Linked DNA regions of Mus musculus: region 2 is linked to region 1. The links are chromatin contacts, called in public HiChIP or PLAC-seq maps. All regions are on one chromosome and are shown on one strand. Each heading gives the region's core, a stretch centred on a gene start, on an enhancer-like site or on the middle of the called end of the contact. The rest is flanking DNA. Distances are from core to core; before and after follow the strand shown. Region 1 has its middle 12 kb from the start of Nufip2. Region 2 holds the start of Cryba1 (crystallin, beta A1).

What was found. HiChIP or PLAC-seq counts read pairs in DNA pulled down with a chosen protein or histone mark.
Region 2: an H3K27ac HiChIP or PLAC-seq map of embryonic stem cells shows a contact between it and region 1, with 8 read pairs. The contact joins the promoter of Cryba1 here to the enhancer-like site in region 1. A contact is called at or near these places in 2 of 39 promoter capture datasets (cranial neural crest and macrophages), 2 of 15 datasets of contacts at CTCF or cohesin (CD8 T cells and the NIH/3T3 cell line), 7 of 484 Hi-C or Micro-C datasets (CD4 T cells, the G1E-ER4 cell line, the HL-1 cell line and 2 more), 3 of 115 datasets of contacts at active chromatin or transcription factors (the SCID.adh cell line and embryonic stem cells) and 3 of 9 other capture datasets (adipose tissue, liver and pancreatic islet).

The regions. Positions count from the first base shown.
Region 1 is chr11:77,670,149-77,677,827 of GRCm38.p6, forward strand. No RefSeq gene overlaps it. Among named protein-coding and RNA genes, the nearest start is that of Nufip2, 12 kb to the right of the region's middle. Within about 2 kb of position 3,558, at least 10 of the 459 cell types and tissues checked have an H3K27ac peak or open chromatin away from gene starts, as enhancers often do. A contact at or near this core is called in the HL-1 cell line and embryonic stem cells, where this site is marked.
Region 2 is chr11:77,722,190-77,729,868 of GRCm38.p6, forward strand. Cryba1 (crystallin, beta A1) reads right to left here and starts at 3,104. Exons shown (of 6, transcript NM_009965.3): 1 at 3,062-3,104; 2 at 1,361-1,425; 3 at 420-538. The coding sequence starts at 3,092.

The DNA of each region.
Region 1 (7,679 bases), core at 2,308-4,807:
CCATTGCCTTGAAGAGACACCATGACCTAGGCAACTCTTTTTTTTGGGGGGGGGGGTTCGAGACAGAGTTTCTCTGGCTGTCCTAGAACTCACTTTGTAGACCAGGCAGGCCTCGAACTCAGAAATCCACCTGCCTCTGCCTATCGAGTGCTGTGATTAAAGGTGTGAGCCACCAGGCCCTGCTCCTAGGCAACTCTTTTTTTTTTTTTTTTTTTTTTTTTTTGGTTTTTCTAGATAGGGTTTCTCTGTATAGCCCTGGCTGTCCTGGAACTCACTTTGTAGACCAGGCTGGCCTTGAACTCAGAAATCTGCCTGCCTCTGCCTCCAGAGTGCTGGGATTAAAGGCGTGGGCCACCACGCCCGGCCTCCTAGGCAACTCTTATAAAGGCTAACCTTTAATTGGGGCTGGCTTACAGTTTCTGAGGTTCAATCCATTATCGTCATAGCTTGAAGCCTGGCAGCATGCAGGCAGACATGGTGCTGAACAAGGGGCTGAGAGTTCTACTTCTCGGTCTGAAGGCATCCAGGAGAGGACTATCCTTCAGGCAGCTAGGAAGAGTGTGATAGACTTCCTCCAACAAGGCTACATCTCCTGCAATAAGGTCATACCTCCTTTGTTTGTTTGTTTGGTTGGTTGGTTTTTGGTTTTTTGAGACAGGGTTTCTCTGTGTAGCCCTGGCTGTTCTGGAACTCACTCTGTAGACCAGGCTGGCCTCAAACTCAGAAATCTGCTTGCCTCTGCCTCCCAGGTGCTGAAATTAAAGGCATGTGCCACCACTGCCCAGCAAGGTCATACCTCCTAATAGTGCTGTTTCCCTGTGAGTTTGAGGCTAGTCTGTTCTACAAGGTGAGTTCCCGGAGAGCCAGGACTGTTAAACAGGGAAACCCTGTCTTGAAAAACCAGAAAATGTACTGGAGTGCCATACCAGTGTGGAGGAGGAAGAGAAGGTGGGAATGGTGTACCCTCAGGAGAACCATTTGTCACTTACCTTTAAAATTGCCTACCCACATAACTGGGAACATAGCTCACTAGAGTGTATACTTCACGTACCAAAGACTTCCCAGCACCAAATAAAAGAGAGGAGGAGGAGGAGGACACCTGGAAAGAAAGGTGGCTCAGTGGTGTAGCTTGCTTCTCTTGCAGAAGTTCTAGTTCCATTCCCAGCACCTACATAGCAGCTCCAGTTTTAGGGGATCGGATGCTCTCTTCTGGCCTCTGTGGTCACCAGGCATAAAGAAGTACAGAGACAAATATGTAGGCAAAACACCCACATATACTAAAAAACAAAAGACCAGAGCTGAAGAAATTCAGTGTTTAAAAGCAAACACTGCTCTTCCTGAGGACCTGAGTCTGATTCCCAGCATTCACACGAGGCAGCTTACAACTGCGTGTAACCCCAGTTCCAGGAGGCTCTCACACCTCGGACCTTTGTGGGTCTTACATTCATGTGCACATACCACCCCAATGCACATAATTAAAATAGTAAAATAAAATAAAAAACAAAAAAGCACCCATAAACATAAGATTAAATAACTTTAAAAGTTCAGGGGTAGGCCAGCTTGGTCTACAGAGCGAGTTCCAGGTCAGCCAGAGCTACACAGAGAAACCCTGTCTTGAAAAACAAAACAACAACAACAAAAGGTCAGGGGTAAGATAGCAGAAGATCTAAAAACAACACAAGATCTGAATAGATGCCTACACGGCTGAATGGATGGATAGATGGGTGGAAGAAAATTAAGTAAATATCCAATAAGTGGTAGACCTGCCGTCAACAAAAGGCTGTAGAGAAGCCCATCAGATGGCTCACCAGGCAAAGCAATTAGCCTAAAAGCCTGATGACCTAAATTCAATTCCTGAAACCTATTTAAGAGTAGAACCAGAAAACCAATTCTACAGAGCTGTCTTCTGATTTCCACATGTGTACCATGGTACATGCTTGCACATGTTCATGTGTGCACACACATGTAACTGTTTGTCTGTAGAATTTTTAAGATATACAGTTAGGGGGCTGGAGAGATGGCTCAGTGGTTAAGAACACTGACTGCTCTTCCACATGGTGGCTCACAACCATAGGATCACAAGATCCGATGCCCTCTTCTGGTGTGTCTGAAGACAGCTACAGTGTACTTAGATGTAATAATAAATAAATCTTTAAATAAGAAAGATAGGGCTGGTGAGATGGCTCAGTGGGTAAGAGCACCCGACTGCTCTTCCAAAGGTCCAGAGTTCAAATCCCAGCAACCATATGGTGGCTCACAACCATCTGTAACGAGATCTGACTCCCTCTTCTGGAGTGTCTGAAGACAGCTACAGCATACTTACATAAAATAAATAAATAAATCTTTGAAAAAAAAGATATACAGTTAGGTTACTCATGATTGAGTCACTTACAATTTTTTTACACTTAATCTTAGCCAAAAGGGAGAGAAGCGATATAATTTTTTTTTAAAAGATTTATGGCAGTAAGTCTGTGTAGGCCATCCAACATGGGTGCCAGAACAAAGGAACTCAGGTCCCCTGGAGGAGCAGGAGCTGTTTTTAAAACCCTAAGCCATCTCTTCAGCCATATGATTTTTTAAAAAATGTACAACAGTGGCTTTGATCTAAGTTGTACTTTATTTTATACTTGTGTATGAATATAGTTTTCTTTCTTTTGTTTCTTTTTTTTAATATTTTGTAGCTCTGGCCAGGCATGGTGGCACATACTTTTAATCCTAATACCAGGGAGAGGAGTCAGATGGATTTCCATGTGTTAGAGCCCAGCCTGGTTTACATAGTTACTTCTAGGCCAGTTGCCAAGTCCTGTATGGCCATGTGCAAGGGATGGACTGACTCAGTTCTTGACCCCAGAATAAAGCCAGCAGGGCAAGGTGTTGATGGTTGCTGGGTGAGAGGCTTGTTTGTATAAAAAAAGAAAATATTTTTTACTTCGCGTCCCTCTTTCAGGAAATAGTCTCCCCATCAAAGTTATCAGGGAATGTTCTCCTTGCCAAGATGAATGACTCGAGATAATCAGAGAGAGCAGGAACCTGGGAGGTGAGGGTGTGTCTATGTCCTTAGTAAAAATAATAAACACTGAAACCTTCAGGAAGGCCCTTAAGGCTGTGGAAAAGAACTCTGAAAACCTGAGTTCAAAAATATATAATTTCTCAACTATGCAAAATATAAGGATGCAATATGAATTGTATGAGGGGGCTTCATGAACCTAAAAGAATAGAGGCAGCTGCACTGTGAGCCAGCTTGTCAGAAAGATTCAAAGGCAGGTGTATTCCTGAGTTCAAGGTCAACCAGGGACAGAGAGAGATCAGTCTCTCAGGCTTGGTAGGAATGCTGATCTCAAAGAGAGATTTCCACCCAGCTTGCTTATTGTCTATGCTTCCAAAGGCAGGCAAATCTCTGAACTCATTTAACGTATATACAGCATTCAGCCTGCACGTACACGTGTGCGCCAGAAGAGGGCACCAGATCTCATTAGAGATATTTATGAGCTACAATGTGGTTGCTGGGAATTGAACTTCCCTTGTCTGGAAAAGAAGACAAAGTTCCTAACCTCTGAGTCAACTCTCCAGAAGCCCTCATTTGCAATGTTAACAGAAAAAGGTGCTTGCTCTTTTGTTAACAAAAAAAGGGGCTGGGCTCCTAGAATGCTGATTCATAGGATAATTAGGAGGGAACCTGGAGTAAATGACTAAATTGATATGTAAATAAAAGTCTGAGCTTTAGCCTACTAGAGTTCCAGGTCAGCCAAAGCTACACAGAGAAACTGTCTGGAACACCCCCCCCCCAAAAAAAAACCCAAAAACCCCAATGAACAAAAACCCAACAAAATACTTCAAACCCCAAAACATTAATTTCTTTTGAGGGTTGGAGAGATGGCTCAACAGTTAAGAGTACTGACTGCTCTTCTGAAGGTCCTGAGTTCTAATCCCCGTAACCATACATGGTGGTTCCCAGCTATCCGTAATGAGATCTGATGCCGTCTTCTGGTGTGTCTGAAGACAGCTACAGTGTACTTACATATAGTAAATAAATAAATCTTTAAAAAATTCTTTTTGAAAATTTATTAAATATATTAATTTTATGTTAGCAAGTAAGACACATGTGTACACTGTCCACAAAAGACAGAAGAGGGCATTGGACCCCCTGGATTTGAGTTTCTGATGATTGTGAGCCACTATATGGACCCTGGGAACTGAACCTTGGTCCTAGCCTGATGACCTGAGTTCAATCCCTAGAACATACATGGTGAACTAAAACAAATTCCTACAAGTTGTCCCTGGATCCTCCTCTCCATATACATGCAAATTTAAAAAAAAAAGTTAAGTTTTAAATATCGTTTATATTTGGGGCTAGAGAGATGGCACAGAGGTTAAGAGCCCTGACTGCTCTTCCAGAGGTGCTGAGTTCAATTCCCAGCAACCACATAGTGGCTCACAACCATCTGTAATGGGATCTGATGACCTCTTTTGGTGTGTCTGAAGAAAGTGACAGTGTACTCATATAAAATAAATAAATAAATAAATAAACCTTTAAAAAATCATTTTTACTGTATTGTATTGGATTTATCGTTTTTGAGATAGGGTATCACTGTGTAACCCTAACTGGCCTGGAGCTGAAAGAGATCTATCTGCCTCCATCTGTTTCCTAAGTGCTGGGACCAAAAGTCAATCTGCTTGCCCACACCCCTAAAAAATTAATTATAGCTGGGTGGTGGTGGAGCACGCCTTTAATCCCAGCATTCCCTTGGGAGGCAGAGGCAGGCGGATTTCTGAGTTCAAGGCCAGCCTTGTCTACAGAGTGAGTTCCAGGACAGCCAGGGATATACAGAGAAACCCTGTCTCGAAAAAAACCAAAACCAACCAACCAAACAAACAAAAACTATTGGGCTGGAGAGATGGCTCAGGGTCTCCTCAGCATCAATTTTACAATAGTATCAATTTAATAAAATCCTGGCACCTACACATATACCATGGCACACTTGTGCCTACACACACACACACACACACACACACACACACACACACACACAGGAAAACAGACACAGAGAGAAACAAACTAACATATTGGGGAAATAATAAATTTGAAAGCCACACATAGTAATTAAAGTACTAACTTTGTTAAAGGCCATAAAGTCATTAGGTAAATTATTATACCACAATCAATAATTAACAGTAACAATCATATGACTTTTGAAATACTCTGTAGAGAGGCAATAAAGCCAGTAGGCTGTAGTTTCTATGATTATCCTATTTCCTTATAGCTTTGTAGTCATTCTGACCACAGTGACTATATTCTATTCTGTATTGCTAATTTAAGCTAGTCTATTTTAAGTTTTACTCTCAGGCAAACCTTTTTTGTTGTTGTTGTTTTTGTTTTTTAGAGACAGTGTTTCTCTGTGTAGCCCTGACTGTCCTAGAACTTACTCTGTAGACCAGGCTGGCCTCGAACTCAGAAATCTGCCTGACTCTGCCTCCTAAGTGCTGGGATTAAATGCATGCGCCACCACTGCCTGGCTCAGGCAAACCTTTAGTCCAATTTCTGGATGCATCTAACTATTGGATCCAACTTTATATATATATATATATATATGAGAGAGAGAGAGAGAACTGAATCTTTGTTTTGATGTGATTTCTCTATGTAGTCCAAGATGGGATTAAAGGTGTGCGCCACCACCACCTGGCTGATTTTTTTTTCAATTTTTTATTAGATATTTTCTTCATTTACATTTCAAGTGCTATCCCGAAAGTGCCCTATACCCTCCCCTGCCCTGCTCCCCTACTCACCCACTCCCACTTCTTGGTCCTGGCGTTCCCCTGTACTGAGGCATATAAAGTTTGCAAGACCAAGGGGCCTCTCTTCCCAATGATGGCCGACTGGGCCATCTTCTGCTACATATACAGCTAGAGACATGAGCTCAAGGGGTACTGATTAGTTCATATTGTTGTTCCATCTATAGGGTTGCGGATCCCCCCTTTTATTTTTAAGATTTTTTTTTAAGATTTATTTATTATTATATGTAAGTACACTGTAGCTGTCTTCAGACACTCCAGAAGAGAGCATCAGATCTCCTTAAGGTTGGTTGTGAGCCACCATGTGGTTGCTGGGATTTGAACTCAGGACCTTCAGAAGAGTAGTCAGTGCTCTTAACTGCTGAGCCATCTCTCCAGCCCCAAAGTTACTTTTTTTGGGGGGGGGTTCAAGACAGAGTTTCTCTGTATAGCCCTGGTTGTCTTGGAACTCAGTTTGTAGACCAGGCTGGCCTCGAACTCAGAAATCCACCTGCCTCTGCCTCCCCAAGTGCTGAGATTAAAGGCGTGTGCCACCACACCTGGCTGATTTTTTTTTATTATTTATTTATTTATTTGTTTTGTTTTGTTTTGTTTTTTTGAGACAGGGTTTCTCTGTGTAGCCCTGGCTGTCCTGGAACTCACTCTGTAGACCAGGCTGGCCTCGAACTCAGAAATCCACCTGCCTCTGCCTCCCCAAGTGCTGGGATTAAAGGCGTGTGCCACCACTGCTCCACCATATAAACTCATTTTATCTGTTAAAGATTTGATATGCAATAAAATGCCATTTTAGTTTGAATTCATGTTGATAAGACAATTGTGTTCTGATTTCATTCTTTTTTTTTGTTTTTCATTTCTGGCCTTTAACTTCTCTGGAGATGAACTTAGCATTGACCTCTCAATCCTGACTCGATCTCCTGAGTGCTAAGATTACAGACATATACCACCAAGCCTGATTCATTCTCTTTTAAAATACTGTTTATTGGGCCCGTGAGATGTCTCAGAAAATCAGGGTACTTGTTGCCAAACCTGAGTTCAATTCCTGTAGCCACCAGGGTAAATGGGGAGAAGCAACTTCCACTACTTGTTCTTGGACCTCTGTGCACCTGTTCTGGTGCCCATGCCCCTCCTGTTCACACACACACTAACATGTTAGTATCCTGTTCACACACACACACACACACACACACTAACATGTTAGCATCCTGTTCACACACACACACACTAACATGTTAGCATCCTGTTCACACACACACTAACATGTTAGCATCCTGTTCACACACACACTAACATGTTAGCATCCTGTTCACACACACACACACACTAACATGTTAGCATCCTGTTCACACACACACACACTAACATGTTAGCATCCTGTTCACACACACACTAACATGTTAGCATCCTGTTCACACACACACTAACATGTTAGCATCCTGTTCACACACACACTAACATGTTAGCATCCTGTTCACACACACACTAACATGTCAGCATCAAACACAAAAGAAAAACAGCTGGGCAGTGGTGGCGCACGCCTTTAATCCCAGCACTTGGGAGGCAGAGGCAGGTGGATTTCTGAGTTCGAGGCCAGCCTGGTCTACAGAGTGAGTTCCAGGACAGCCAGGGCTATACAGAGAAACCCTGTCTTGAAAAGCCATAAAAAAAAAAAAAAAAAAAAAAGTTAGATGCATCCATCTGTCTTTGCTTCTGGAGAGCTGGGATTGAGAGTGTGAGCCTGGAGTGTGAGTCTGGGTAAGAGCACTGACTGCTCTTCCAAAGGTCATGAGTTCAAATCCCAGCAGCCACATGGTGGCTCACAACCTGTCTGAAGACAGCTACAGTGTACTTATGTATAATAATAAATAAATCTTTGGGCCAGAGTGAGCAGG
Region 2 (7,679 bases), core at 1,854-4,353, 52 kb after region 1:
TTCAATTGCAGCACTTGGGAGGCAGAAGCAGGAGGATCTATGCATTTGAGGCCAGCCTGGTCTACAGAGAGAGTTCCAAGACAGCCAGGGTTACACAGAGAAACCCTGTCTTGAAAAGAAAAAAATATATATTTCCCCCTTTCCCTATTTTATATGGGCAAGAAAAACAGGTAACCTATGAACTTCAGAACACATATACAATTACTGTCCTACCCCATTGCAAGTCTACTACCAAGATGTGAACATCTAGCTTTGAGTTACTTAATTCAGCATGTAGTGATTGCCTTTAGAAGAATAAGACACCTCTAAGAAATGATTGTCATCTGGGGAACATCTTCCTAGATCCTTACTCACATGGTACTATGTCTAAAGAGATCTATCTGAAAAGGTCCTGAAGCTCTGTTGGTGCTCATACTCACGCGCCACACTCCACCTTAAGTGACCGGACATTATCAAAATTACGTTCAGAGACATTTGGGCAGGAGCTGGTGAACTCCATCCTCTTGCCCTGGAAGTTCTCTTGATCGTAGATGGTTATCTGAATGGAGTTGAATGGGACAAGGAAGAGAACCAGGTAAAGCATTGAGAATAGGGGTGCAAGTTAAGAACAAACTTCATCCTGTGGTTTTCATAACTAGCTACAACCCAGGATGCCTGATAAGGTCTCTTCCAGTGAAGACAGGGCAAAAAAGGGGTTCAAAGTGGTACCACTGCCCAGTGACATTAACATGTTCAGGCTAAGTTTATGATAGAAATGGTGTTCCAGGGACAATGCAGAGCTCAATAGATCAAGGCCGTGTGAACTCTGATTCCACCATGTGTCCTGCACCCATGTGACCCAGAGATCAGGATTCTGGGACTTTGAGAAGCACCCTGTGGATTTTTTTTTCTTTGCTTCTAAGGCACTAAAGGAGGATTGTGATAATTTTTTCATCCTTTCAACTAGAACCTAGCTCCTGATCTGGCAAGCTCCCCAAACTGTGAACTTGTTTCAGAGTTGACAACTGAGGAAAGGATTAAGTGTTAGGGGAATAGTGAAAGACCCAGCTCATGACTAAATCCAACATCAGGTTGAGGTAGGTCCTGCATCTCATGGCTCTTGGGAGACATAATGGCAAATTAGAATTGACCTAGGAAACAAGCATCCATCTCCCAACTGACATAGACCTCCAGGAAAGCCACCTTTCAACAATGTCTAGATGTCAGATTGGCCCTTCCTCCTACAGAACAGTTTTGCTTTGCTTTGTTTTTGGGTGGGGACTGTCTCAAGAATAAGTGCAGCCTGGTAGTTACTATGTGCCAGCACCGCAGCCCTGCCCCGCTGGATTCTTCCATTTTTCATGCCGTTGGCTCAGCTTACCTTCCATGGCCCCAAGGATCCTGGCATAGGGTTGGTCTGAGCCATCTTGGTGGTTGGAAGAGTTTCTGGAAGAGAGGATACATATCAGTGATGTGATTTTCAGGATGGGAGTAATGAGGTGTAAGGTGTAGGAAAAAGGAACGGAGGCTTACAGTCCCAGATTTTGGTTGAGATCCTGGCTCTGGGGCTACTACCAAAACCTCAGGTTTTCTATCAACAAACCTTTTACATATAGACACTGTAAAAATTAGAAAAGTAATACAGGTAAAAGACTGCAAAAGCATTTGGTACTCTTGTTAAATATTCCTTCTGTCCTCTTGCTTGCCTTCAGAGAACATTGCCTGGGCCTCACAATATCAACTTCCTAACAACTGTCTAGACTCATCATGTATCTAGTCATTCAGTCGGGAGGGCCAGAATTCCCCACCTCACCTGCCACTCATTAAACTGCAGTCCAACCTTCTTGTCTTCTCAGCACCCAAACTAACCTATCCTGCATGCCCATGCCACTGTCTCCTCTCTCATAGACCTAGATGTTTTGACCTTGCTGCCTCACGACTCCTTTGCCTTTTTCCAACCTGCAGAGTCTGACTTCTCCCTCACTCTTCAGCACTTACAGTGCTCATCTATGTCACTACTGAGTGTACACTGTGTCAGTATCTCCATAGCAGAAATTCCTGTGTGACTGATACAGCACCATGCCAAAGCTGTGGGAAGATGAGGCATAGAGTAATTTGAAATTAATGCCTGCTATTTGAAATAGTAGGAGGATTGCAAGTTCAAGACCGAGTTGGACTACACTTAGACTCTGTCTCAAATCAATAAGTAAGGGCTATTGAGTTCCAGGCTAGCTAGGGTTTCATAGGAAAACTTAGTCTTAAAGAGGGAGCGGGAGATGTGGCTGGGAATACAGCTCAGTACTAGAGTGCTTGCCCAGCATGCGTATGAACTCTTAGATTCAATTCCTAGTACTGTGTGTGAAGAAGAAAGGGTAATTATAAAAATATAATGGCTTGGGCTGGGTGTGGTGGTGTACGGCTGTAATCCCAGCATTTGGGAGGCAGAGGCAGGCGGATTTCTGAGTTCGAGGCCAGCCTGGTCTACAGAGTAAGTTTCAAACAGCCAGGGCTACGCTGAGAAATCCTGTCTTGAAAAGCCAAAACAAAACAAAAGAGCCAATGGCTTATTTGATGTCAGTCCCTGCTTTACTTGAATAATGTATCTAGTCCTCACAAGTCAAATACCATCACTATCCCATTTCATGAACGAGGACCAAAGACCGTAGAAGTTAAGCAGTATATGATGAGGAGAAGGATGGGTGAAGGAAAGGGAAGGGGAAAGAAGACTGGCACGTGTATATCAGGTTTCTAGACCCAGAACCAACACTGAGGATTCTACTCTGGCATCCAGCCCAGGAGCTAATGCATGAAAATCTGGATATTTCCATAGCAACGGAGCCTCCAAATAAGCATCTCCTCCTTGCCACGCCCGCCCTGTGCCCTGCGACCTGCTGACTCCTAGTCTCCATTGCTAAAAATGTAGTTACTGCCACAGGCAACTACTTAAGGTAGCAAATGAAGCTGTCCCCCACTTTCTCTACCTTCAAATATTCTAACCTCTAAATGGGACACAACTGGTTTTTCCTCTGCATCTGTCTATCGAGGAAAGGAAAGATAAAGGCGCCGTCAAGACCTTACTCACCCAACTCCCGCTGCACAGTCTGGGTCTCCATCTGGTGCAGCTTCGTCTCCGGATCCCCTCTTTATAGTCCCACAGATGATGGCCAGCGGCTCTGTCAGCACTCTCTTTTCCCTCTCTCTTTGTTCCTCCTGATCCCCAGAGCTTTAGTGGCTCAGCCTATTGGGGGAGGTGTCCCTCAGAGCTTTGTTTAGGGTTCCAGAAGTGCAGGGGCCCTACTGTTGGGCTTCTCAGAGCAGCTGGGAGCTAAGGACAGAAGTGCTCTACAGTGAATGCTTGTCCCTATCCTGTTCCACCTGGGACCTACCTAAAATGTTGAAAGGTTGTGGAAAGCACATCAAAATGGACCATCTGCATATGTACACACACACACACACACACACACACACACACACACACACACACACACACACACACACACAGAGCCAGAAGTAGTCATGGGGCAAGACTTTGATCCCAGCACTCAGGAGACGGAGGCAGAGTTGGATCTCTATGATTTCAGGGCCAGCTGATCTATATATTAAGTTCTTTGACAGCCCAGGCTATATAATGAGACCCTGTCTCAAAAACAAAACAAACAAAATAAAATAAAACAAACAAAAGTTTTATTATTATGCATAAGTATACTGTAGCTGACTTCAGATGCATCAGAAGAGGGCATTAGATCTCATTACGGAGGGTTGTAAGCCACCATGTGGTTGCTGGGATTTGAACTCAGGGCCTTCGGAAGAGCAGTAAGTGCTCTTACCCACTGAGCCATCTCTCCAGCCCATGGTTTGGTTTGGTTTTGTTTTGTTTTGCTTTGTTTTGATTTTTCGAGACAGGGTTTCTCTGTGTAGCCCTGGCTGTCCTGGAACTCACTCTGAAGACCAGGCTGGCCTAGAACTCAGAAATCTGCCTGCCTCTGTCTCCCGAGCGCTGAGATTAAAGGCGTGTGCCACCACTGCCCAGCAAAGCTTCTTATTCGATTATTCTCTACACATCTGTAGCTAAATTCAATTACAATTGACAGGTAGACCTGAATCTCACTTTGTTTTATTAAATACTCACTTTAATACTGTAGTTTGCTTTTAAAAATTTGGGGCTAATAACCTGAGGGATTTTTTGGTGGTTATCACTTGTGTGTGTGTGCATTTACATTTGCTTACTTAGTTTGTGTGAGTGTGTGTGCGCGCGCGTGTGTGTGTGCGTGTGTGCGCGTGTGTGTGTGTGTGTGTGTGTGTGTGTGTGTGTGTGTGCGTGTGTGTGCATGTGTGTTTCTGAGAGTCAGTTCTCTCCTTCCACCAAGTGGGTTCCAGGGATTAAATTCAGTGGTGGAAGGGAACATCTTTACCAGCTGAGCCATTTTGCTGTCCCCCACTTCCCACCCCCTGTCTTAGTCCTTTTTCTCCTTTCCAGACTGCCATCTTAGAAAAATACTTCTTGATGGCCTCTTCGGTCATCAATGGGAGGCGAGGCCCCAGGTCCTGTGAAGGTTCTATGCCCCAGTATAGGGGAAGGCCAGGGCCAGGAATGGGAGTGGGAAGGTTGGGGAGCAGGGGGAGGGGATTTTCGAAGGGGAAACCAGGAAAGCGGATAACATTTGAAATGTAAATATAGAAAATATTTAATTAAAAAAATTAAACATAAGCTGGGTGTGGTGGTGCATGCCTTTAATCCCAGCACTTGGGAGGCAGAGGCAGGGGGATTTCTGAGTTCAAGGACAGCCTGGTCTACAGAGTGAGTTCCAGGATAGCCAAGGCTACACAGAGAAACCCTGTCTTGAAAAACCAAAAAAGAAAAAAGAAAAATACTTCTTTGGTCAACTACTTCTTTCATCTCCTAATCTCTGGACTGACTTGTATGGCCTCACCTTGTAAAAATTTCTTTAGAAACTAGAGATATTGGGATTCAAAGAAGGGAACTGAGCCACTTGATTTAGGGCAAATTTTTTCACAATATATTTTTCTGTAGTCTTTGAACTTTAAGCAACAAGAATACATTTTATGTTAGCCAGGCAGTGATGACCTTTAATTCCAGGCAGAGTTGGGCATGTGAGTTCATGATCACCCTGGTCTACAGAGTGAGTTCTAGGACAGCCAGGGCTACACAGAGAAACCCTGTCTGGGAAAACTATATATATTAAAACAGTTATTTTTGAAAAATAAATACCACCTAATTATCTGCTTCTTCTATTTAGCTTGATAAATCCATTTTGAGAAAATGAATGAGTCTTGTGACTTTGGAAGAGGCACAGTGAACATGTGACAATTTCACTGCCCTGTCACCCTGCTGTACACAGCTGCCCATCCCACCTGCACTGCCTGGGACTCTTTTTTCCACTCAGGATCTTTGGGGAGAGTTTTATACTTGAATGAATTGTTGGCTCAGTAAAGACTGATTTAGTTAACTTTTCATTTCAGAGAGGAAATAGAAGCACAAAATCATTGCATGGGGGATTGTGTGTGGCTCAGAGAGTGTGCAAACCATTGGCATATGTCCACCAAGAATTCCTAAGCTGCCAGCCCCACCCCCAACACACACATCATTTTCTTTTATCACCTTACGTCCCAGAGACTTGAGGATTCTGAGGTCTCCTGTGCTAATTATCAAAAGGATAGCCTGATATGGGGGCTTGAGTGGCTGTTGCTTCCTTCATGACACTGCGAATCAACCCAGGGCCTGCACATGTTAGACGAACACTCTAGCCCTGAGCCACGTCTCTTCACAAAGATGTGGAACTTCCCTTGTTATCTGAGATTCTGCTTTGCCTGTCCTACATGGACCTTACCTCAAAGCTCCAGCTCCTAGTCCCACCTCTTTTCAGGGAATTTAGGGCAAGGGAGTAGAAATGAAGGGAGAAACTGTATGTGGTCCCTTCCCAGACTGGGTTTCACAATTTCCTGTTCATCCGTAGTAACTGTAGCATAGAGAGAGCATTGAGCCGGGTGTGGTGGCACACGCCTTTAATCCCAGCACTCGGGAGGCGGAGGCAGGTGGATTTCTGAGTTCGAGGCCAGCCTGATCTACAAAGTGAGTTCCAGGACAGCCAGGGCTACACAGAGAAACCCTGTCTCGAAAAACAACAACAACAACAACAACAAAAAAAAACAAAACAAGAGAGAGCATTGACCACCAGTCTGGCATTTTGTTCCTGATCCTCTCGGGACAGCCCCACGAAATAGGTCAATGCTACAGTAATTTTATAGACTTGAGTAAACTGAGGAACGGGAAGGCTAGATTCTAAGCCAAGAAACCTAGCAGGATTCAACCCATGTCTATTTGACTGCAAAGTACATGTTTTTTCCTCTGTGGCCTGGTGCCTGGCATTGGATGATCACTGCTCTGGGGATGGGATCCAAGAGACTTGAGCATGGTTCATCTCCAGCCCCTGTCTTCTTTCTGCAGGTCTATCAGAGACATGGATTGGGAAACATTTTCTTAGCCCACATACTCATTGTGGGAGCAAGTAGGATGACCGTTCATGGATGCAGGGGTGATGACTAACCCAGGGAAATAGGACAACCTTCCCCTGCAAAGTGTCAGCTGGGCAAATTCGGGTTTCTTCATCCTTTGGCCACATGCCAGGGATGGTTGCTACTCAACCAAATTTTATGGGTGGCTTGTCTCTCTGGCCTTGCCTCTGGGCCCAGGGGTAGGGGAGTCAGGCCATGGGGCCAGGGAAGCCCTTGGACTCAGCACATTGTGGAGAGGACAATGGGGCTAGCCAGGCAGCTGAGTAGCACTTCTGTTGGACACAGCAGGAAAGGTACAAAGCAAAGGGCCCTGTCAGCGTTCTGCCTGCTCCTGCCTCTCCCACAAGGGCCTGCTTTGGGGGACCTTTTCTCCCCAGTCCCTTTCGATGTCCTTAAACAGGAAGGAGAGCTGGGGCCCAGATGATTTTTGAAAAGGCTAAGAAGGCCAAGCAGTGGCCAAGAACTTGGGAGACATCTCAGACTTTTGCTTCCTCTGCTTCCAGGCATGGATAGATGTGCACTGGCCAGAGAGCTAACGCCAAGGCCAGCTTCTTCCATTTGTGACAGGCTTGCAAGCATTTCAGTCCAGTGCAGCCTCACAGAATTTTCAGCTCTGCAGACCAACCAGTTTGCTTCCAATAGAACCTGTAACATTGATACAAGAATGAGTATCTAGGTAGAGGATGTCCTGTTGATGACACAGTCCACTCTCTACTCCCGACAAGCAGAGGTAGATTGCTTCTTCCTTAGGGCTGCTTGACTGGAGGGGAAAACCACAGGGCACCCAGCTTAACTTAAATTTCAGATCAACAATAAGTACATTAGGATAAAGAGGTCACAAATTTGCTATAATTTCAAAATCACATCTATTTATTTATTTATTTGTATGTATGTGAAGGGGGGAGCCCGTAGAAGTCAGAGAGGTATTAGATCCCCTGGAATTCAAGTTGCAGATGGTTGTGAAGAGCAGAAAGCACCCTTAATCACTGAACTATCTCTTCAACTCTAAAGATTTTTTGTGTTTGTTTTTGTTTTTGTTTTTGTTTTTCGAGACAGGGTTTCTCTGTATAGCCCTGGTTGTCCTGGAACTCACTTTGTAGACCAGGCTGACCTTGAACTCAGAAATCCACCTGCCTCTGCCTCCCAAGTACTGGAATTAAAAGCCT